2 separate regions of the Mus musculus genome follow, and region 2 is linked to region 1. Evidence: chromatin contacts called from public Hi-C data. All regions are on one chromosome and are shown on one strand. Each heading gives the region's core, a stretch centred on a gene start, on an enhancer-like site or on the middle of the called end of the contact. The rest is flanking DNA. Distances are from core to core; before and after follow the strand shown.

Region 1 (3,782 bases), core at 253-2,752:
TGAGTTGTTTCGGTGAATCCAAACACTTCTCTTTTTTTCTTAGCAGCCAATTTAAAATTTCAATTATAAAACAAAGAACAAAAGTACCAACATATACTTGAGTCAGAACTGGAAAACAGTCAATATAAGATATGGAGGCACAATAAGATTTAGCCACTGTCCAGAACTTTTGACCTCAAAATTGACCTCAGAAAAACTTAATTTTGAGAACATAAAATATTTATCCTCTGATAGTTCCACACGTTTCGCAAAGAGGTCTATAAACTTACGGGGTTTTCACCAAGCCATAGACATAAATGTGAATATCATCATCAAACTTAATGAAGTAGACAGATGGCTTGGCTACCACCTGATGAATAAAGATCCCAGTTCTCTTGGACCCGTCGTCTTTGGCGTGTTCCACCTGCTTGCCCACAAGGCTGTCGAGCACCTCCCCAGGCTCCTGTTCAGCTGCAGGGAAGTAGTAGTTGGAATCTGGAATGATACGCAGGTCACCATCTTTGTAGTCGTCCAGCAGGGTGTACATATAGAGGACCGGATCTTTCTCGTAGGTGATGTAAAACCAAGTATCCATGATGGGGGCTCGCGCCAACACCATACCCTTCCACTCATCTTTCTTGCCATGCTCACCTTCGAACACATGTCCCACTGCCTTCCCAACCAGGGAATCGGCCAGGCGAGAGTCAATGCGAGGAGAAGGAACTCTCTCAGGAAGAATCTCCAGCGCTAAAACTCTCTTATCTCTGTGCAGTTCCAGTCCGTACACACTGTCTTTGCCATCATATTTGATGATATACAGAGTGGGCTTCACGGAGACCTGCTCGAGCACAGTACCTTTCCATTGCTCCACGGGCTCATTGCCTTCTTTCCAGCCGTGTTGAATGCGGCAGCCCACGATGTTCCTATGAGTGAGGAAAGTGGGCTTACGGCGCTGCTTCTTGTGAGTGTGCCTTTTCTTCATCAGGTACGCGGACACACCATCCACCCCAGTAGGAGGCACAGTCGGAGGAGACATGGCTCGAGGCTTCGGTGGCCAAAGTAAAGCTGCTCTTTGCTTAACAAGCTGACTAACAGTCAGCAGTGTCCAACGGCAGATATTTTTCGCGATCCGAGAGACTGTATCAGTCCTCTTTTCAGATTTTGTCAGAAAAGAGCTAACTGACTGGGAACTGAGACAGAGAGTGCCGCTCACTAGTGCTTTTTTCCTCCTTCAGGGAGGGGTGACTGCAATAGTGATGGCTCCAGAGAGATGGCGGGCTCCCGGGTTCGTTCTGTCCGCCCCTGGCGCCTTCCCGGACTCCCAAGCCCACGTCCCAGCCAGAATCCGCCACTTAGCTGTTGTCAACGCTGCTGCGGTCGCAGAACGGCAACAGAGAAGAAGTGGACTGTTAACCTGGACCGGAGATAACAGGGATGTTTCGCGGCCACGAAAGTGCAGGCAGTAGCACGTCTCCCAGCAGTTTGCGCTTTGCGCGGCCTGGTCTTGGCAGCGCTTGTCAGCTTGGCCAATCTGCGAAACCGGGATTTTTGTTGCTTAGGGAATCCTCCTCCTCTGAGCCCGCCCTCTCCTTTCCTCCACCCCTCCCGCTTCCGTCCTGCCTTCCGCTCCTGGGGCAGCCACACTGACACAGGCTCTCTCCTTTACTCCCGTGGCCCCCCAGCCGGTTCATTCCCACCAGAACCAGACAGTACAACACCCCTCCTCCCCTGCAGGCTGTCTGCTGCCCAACTGCATACTTCACTGAGGCTCCATCTGCTTTCTATCTTCCAGGAATTCCTCACAAGCAGAAAAAGAAAAGAAAAGTGAAAAAGAAAGAAAAAAAAATACGTGGGGTGGGAGAAATTGTATAAACAAATCTACAATTTCTTTCTTTTTTAAGAAATTTGAAGCGGGATTGGGGAAAAGTCGTGCACAGTCCACCATGTTAACTTAAACTCTCCTTTATATTTTCTACCTGATCATTCGTCCTAACGATTTTTAGTATGTTTTTCTAAGTGGAAGGAAAATATGCTGGTATTTGCTTTTCTAAAACTGAGTGAAATAAAAAGCAAAGCAAAACAAAACTAACTTTAGCCATACAAACCAGGCAAACATCAAAATGTTTATTAAGCTGATTTCTTATTAATATATCTTTCTATAACCTTATGCATTTGAGAGCAACTTTTATATTTCTATACCTTTTTTGCTTACTTTGTCACTTATATCACGAGTAGTTTCTGTCATGATTAAATATGCTGGAAACATGATTTGTTTTTCAGTTTTTTGAGACAGGGTTTCCCTGGGTAGCCCTGACTGTCCTGGAACTCACTCTACATACCAGGCTGGCCTCGAACTCAGAGATATGCCCCCCCCCCCTTCTCTGCCTCCCAAGTACTGGGATTAAAACCATGCGCCACCATGCCAGGCTGGAAACACAATTTTTAATGGTTCCATATGTGAACATAAAGAACACAGCTCTCATCTCAAAATAAAAGATGGTTTATTCTAGAATCAAATATAAGTGACCAAGACCAAGGTCCACAACTTTAGGTTACCCCAAGTTCTATGTTCCAATGTGGTAACAGTTTCATGGAATTTTGTTGGTGTTGTCGCTGCTGTTTATTATTAACCTGTGTGTGCATGAAGTGTCTATGTTGGAAGGGGGCAGAAGTGGAAAAGTGGAAATCAGAAGATAACATTGTGTAGTAACTTCTTTCCTTCCACATTTACTTGAATTCAATGGATTGAACCCAAGTCCACAGGTTTATGCCACAAGTTCCTTTGTAAGATAAGCCTCTTACCCAACTGGCCTCATGAAATTTTTATAGCAGCAAAACAAAGAGAACTATAAATCAGGAAACTTTTAAAAGGCATCAGGGGAAGCCTTGGGTAGGCGTGTTATAGCAAACCGGAGAAACTTCTGCAGTAGGCTTCAGATACTATCTGACAGCATTCCCTGCCTTTGGGCCAGTGAAAGCCGAGGATCTGTGCACACATTCCAAAAGAACTTACCTAATAGCCGGAAGAATGGTTAGGTCACTCACAGAGTTGAACAATACATGACCATTTTGGGTGGGGTGAGGGTGAAGATAGTTTAAGATAATGTGACTCTGGAACTGCGACAGCTGAACTCCTCCATTATACTCATAACTGAGTCAGTTAATCAACCATGTACAAAGTTCAACGTATGTGTGGCTTTTCCCCCAGAGAACTTCAGTTAACCCACACTGTTTGTTCTTAATATTCCTTCAATGGCTCCTCATTTATCCTAAATAGTCTAAGGCAGAAAAAGTAACTAATACAACTCTCCTTTTCATATATGAATTGATTAATTGAACTCGTCTTTATTTTTGTTTTCCTCCCTGAAATCCAAAAGTTGAAGTTGTGGTTCCATTCATTTTTTTTAAATATAGAATAATTGGATCATATTTCCCCAACCCAACATTATGCTCTCTCTAAAAAAAAACAAATCAAAACAAACAAACAAAAACAATAAGACAAAAAAAGCATACACAAAAACATGGAGTCTCTTTTATGTTGGCCTGTCTTGAAGTATGATTTATATACCCAGTGACACTCTATTGGAGAAAACTGATTTTCCATTTCTCAGCAGATACCAATTGCAAGTAACTCCTTGGTTAGGGATGGGATTTAATGTCCATCTCTCCTTCTAAATGCTGAGACTTTGCAAGGTCTGAACCTGAGCAGGTCTTGTTTGTGCTATCATAGTTCTGTGAGTCTATACATCTATCAGTCCTGTTGTACCTTAAAGACACAATCTCTTTGAAATCATCTACCATCT
Region 2 (3,738 bases), core at 1,072-3,571, 680 kb after region 1:
GTACTCAACTCTATTACACAATTATTCTGTTCTGATCATAATATAGACAGAATATATTTAAGTCAAAACCTCTATGGCGGTTTGAGTGAGAATGTTCCTGTATGTTTGTGTATGGTGATGCTGTTTATGGAAATTTAGGAGGTGTAATCTTTATGGAGGAAGTATGTCACTGGAGGCGAGCATTGAAAAATTAAAAGACTCTATGGCACTTACACTTTCTCTGCTTCATGACTGTGGTTCAACATGTGACCTCTCAGACTGCTCCGCTAGCAGCCACACCTGCAGTTTGCTGTCATGCTTCCCTACCACCATAGATTCTAAACCCCAGGAACTGAATGCCCAAAATAAACTCCTCCCCCATAAATTTGTTTTGGTTATGTTATGGTGTTTTATCACACCATTAGAAAACTAATTAAAACACTCTCCTGCTTTTCACAGTCCACATCCTTTAGTTTCACTTTCACATACCTTTTAGTTTGCATGGAATTATGTCTTTTGACAATCTTCTATTCATCTGTTAACATGTAGAGCAGTGTTACCTCTAGCATAAATGTATATGTTTATGAGGAATTTCTTCTTAGTCACTTTGTACATCTACTGTGTCAACACAGGGTTTGTATATGAAGAAGGGTCATTGATTTGCAATTGTAAAGGTGAATAAAAAAGAAAGATGACTATTACTGCTTAGCTTTGTAGAGTACCTCATTAATGGACATAATGACCCTTTATATTTTCTCTAACATTGAAATTATTGATAAATGACTGCAGGTATTACAAATTCCCCATCTCTGGCATATTTACTCTTGTAAATGTGTATCTTCAAAGTTACTTTAGAACCTCATATTAAGCTGCAACCATCAGGAGTATGTGTGGTGTGACTCTGGAGATGTTTTACTATTCTTTTAGAATAAGTCAATTAGTTAAGCAAACATCTACCTCAAATCCCATCTTAAATTTCATCTTAAATTTGCAGTGACTTGAAGGCCAACCATCTGCATGTACTTTTTTGTGTTTATTCAATAAGAAAGTCTTCTTTCTTTACAAATGTGTATAGACACTTCTGTTTGTTGATAGGACTTACTTCTTTATCAATACAATAGATGCAGCTAGAGCATGTGACCAAAGGAAGGCAATTTAGTGTTTAGACACCACTGAAAATACAGTTTTTAAAATATTTACTGGCTCTCTGGTTGCCATAAAGTTTCATTTTAAATTTATAGTCCATTTGAAAATTATATCTTATTAACATTTTTAGGGCTTTGCAAAGGTTTTACATGGCATAGGCTTTTAAATAGTATCTAAAATGTATATTTCATTAGATTATCATTCAGTAGGGTATATTCTGTAAATATGCACATACTATTTATACATTGTATTATGTTCAGAATTAATTACATGTTTTTGTCTTATAATTACACATTACAGAAAAGTTAAGGCTGATTTTCAGAAGATCAATAGCCAGCAGAAAATGACACAAAATGTTTTATGTATAACCATTGTTTAAATGTCAGTTTTTAGTACTAGTCTTTTAACATTAATGAGTAGTTTTGGAAAGATCACTGGATGTTCATTAGTTCCTGGGCTCACACAGATTTCTTTTCCAGATGAAAATAGAAAATGTATGTAGGCATTTTATACACTTCAATCTGAGAATGTGTAAAACCTATCTACAGTTGGGTGACTAAGGTCTGGAATTAGAATGAAACCAGACTACTCTCGGAGGACTTTATTAAGCTAGAATGTTCAACTAGAGAGCAGGCACTTTGTCTTGTATTGTACAGAGTGATGAGCCATTGCAAATAGCTCCTTTTTTATTGAATGCTTACTCTGTGTCACAGTAGGTTATGTATGTTAAGTGCTTCACGTACTTTTTCTCTTCATCCTTATAAGTATTCAGAGTACTGTGTTTCTCATTTACAGTTGAAGAAACAGATTTAGAGAGGTTAGAAAAAGAACAGAAATACAAATTTGGCAGCAATTCCATTCTCCTGACCAGAGGCAAGTGAGAGTTGGGAGTTTTATAAAGATCACTCTGGTAAAGTACAAGAAAAGCCTGCAGGAAAACCATCCATAGTTCACATGCCTATCCAAGGATCTCATCCTAAGTCTCCAGGCCTCTCCATTTCAGAACATCTTGGACCTCTCCTCACGATTCTTTTACCCTGACGTTAGGGCCTGCCTAGGAAGTGGGGTTTTGTTCACTTTTTCTAGGTCGCAAACCAAACTCGTCCGAGATCAGACCGCGGCTCCAGTGGTCCCTGGCGGGGGTGGGGCGCATGCGCGCGGTTGCTAAGAAACGGCGATCCAGGCGCCGCGGTGGTAACTGCGCCGGGGCTGTGTGTGTAGGCAGCAGCGCCAGAGGAAGAGGAGCACGAGGATGCAGCTGCGACCGCGGCCCCAAGAGGGAGCAGCCACTGTTCTGTGGTCGCGGGGCCAAAGCAATTGGAATTAAGCCTGGGGGGTCCTGTTGCTGAGAGGACCGGGGCAGACGGTCCTGCCAGAAGCGCAGGCCTAGTATTCCGGGAGAGTTCGGTCTGCTGGGCGAAGGCCTGCCGCCTTTGCTTCCTCCTGGCCCTCCAAGTCGATGGTGGTGAAGTTGGTGGCCGCCAGGGGCACAAGCGCCAGGCTGGTTCTCTTGCACCCGGCGCTTATCTGGCCCTGCTTGAACAGCTGCGACGCCGCCTCCTCTCTTCCGCGGATCCCACCCTCAGCGGCGGGGGAGGGGGAAAGTTTTCCCCTCCGCAGGGGCTGCATGGTGCGAGGCGACAACAAGACCTTAGGAGAGTAGGGGTGAGTAGTGGCACCGCAGTCTCCTGGTGCTCAAGCTGTTTTCTGGTCTTAGGGTCTCTGGGGCCCCAGCAGGCCAATGAAGCTCTGCACTCTCATTCAGAAGCTTCTGACACCCTTCCTGCATCTGCTCGCGGGTAATTTCTTCCAGTTAGTTTTCCTTTTGAAAGCCGTCACTTTGTGATCTCAATCCTGGCTTCCAGAAACATAGTGTCAGTGATTAAGGCCTGGGGTTGCTTCTTAGATGCTGATGATTCTAAGTACAGTCGTGCACCTTCTTAGTCTCTGGTCTGGAAACAGATTCTTCTAGTGCCCTGTTCACATTTTACTCCTTGTTCTAACTGTGGCTCTGACTCTTGATCACGGGAGACAGCCTGACCTGACCTGAGGCTTGTCAAGAGCCCATCCTCCGCATTGCTGATGCTTCATGACGAAAGAATTGACCAGATAGCTTGAGTGGTACCTTACTTTGCAGTATTGTTTATACTCATGTGCAGTAGGCAAGCCATATGCCTAGCCCCTGATTCTTAGCATGTAAAGCTAGGCAGATATTAGTTATGTTAAATAATAGTGATAATAAGACAAAACTAGTGACATGTCCTATTTGACAACCAAAGTACCACCAAACTTGAGAAGTGGACAAAGTAAAATATTGACAATAGGGGAAACATTTTACAAAGTATTCTTCATCAAAAATGACTCACGTCTTCATTTAAAAATGTGTTGGTGAAACTTAGATACTCTTAATAAAAATAAAGATAGTTGTGACTTATTTGTTCTTCTTAAATTAGAGTATAAGGTATAGTTGAAAATAGTCAACTTCTCTCAAAAACATTTGGCCCAAGACACCCAAAGTGAGACTTTGGATACCATGATTAGATAAGGTTCTAAAGTTGCAAGGCGTTTTTCACAATTATTTTGAGGTGTGAGACTGTTACTTTAAAAGCAGAT

What was found. Hi-C and Micro-C count contacts between places; a contact is called where the count stands out from the background.
Region 2: a contact with region 1 is called in a Hi-C map of uterus, with 7 times the contacts expected there. The contact joins the promoter of Zc3h12b here to the promoter of Spin4 in region 1. A contact is called at or near these places in 1 of 39 promoter capture datasets (cranial neural crest), 1 of 484 Hi-C or Micro-C datasets (uterus) and 3 of 115 datasets of contacts at active chromatin or transcription factors (the NIH/3T3 cell line, astrocytes and embryonic forebrain).

The regions. Positions count from the first base shown.
Region 1 is chrX:95,025,180-95,028,961 of GRCm38.p6, forward strand. Spin4 (spindlin family, member 4) reads right to left here and starts at 1,503. Exons shown (of 1, transcript NM_178753.4): 1 at 1-1,503. The coding sequence starts at 1,015. The coding sequence ends at 266.
Region 2 is chrX:95,709,357-95,713,094 of GRCm38.p6, forward strand. Zc3h12b (zinc finger CCCH-type containing 12B) reads left to right here and starts at 2,322. Exons shown (of 9, transcript NM_001034907.3): 1 at 2,322-2,790.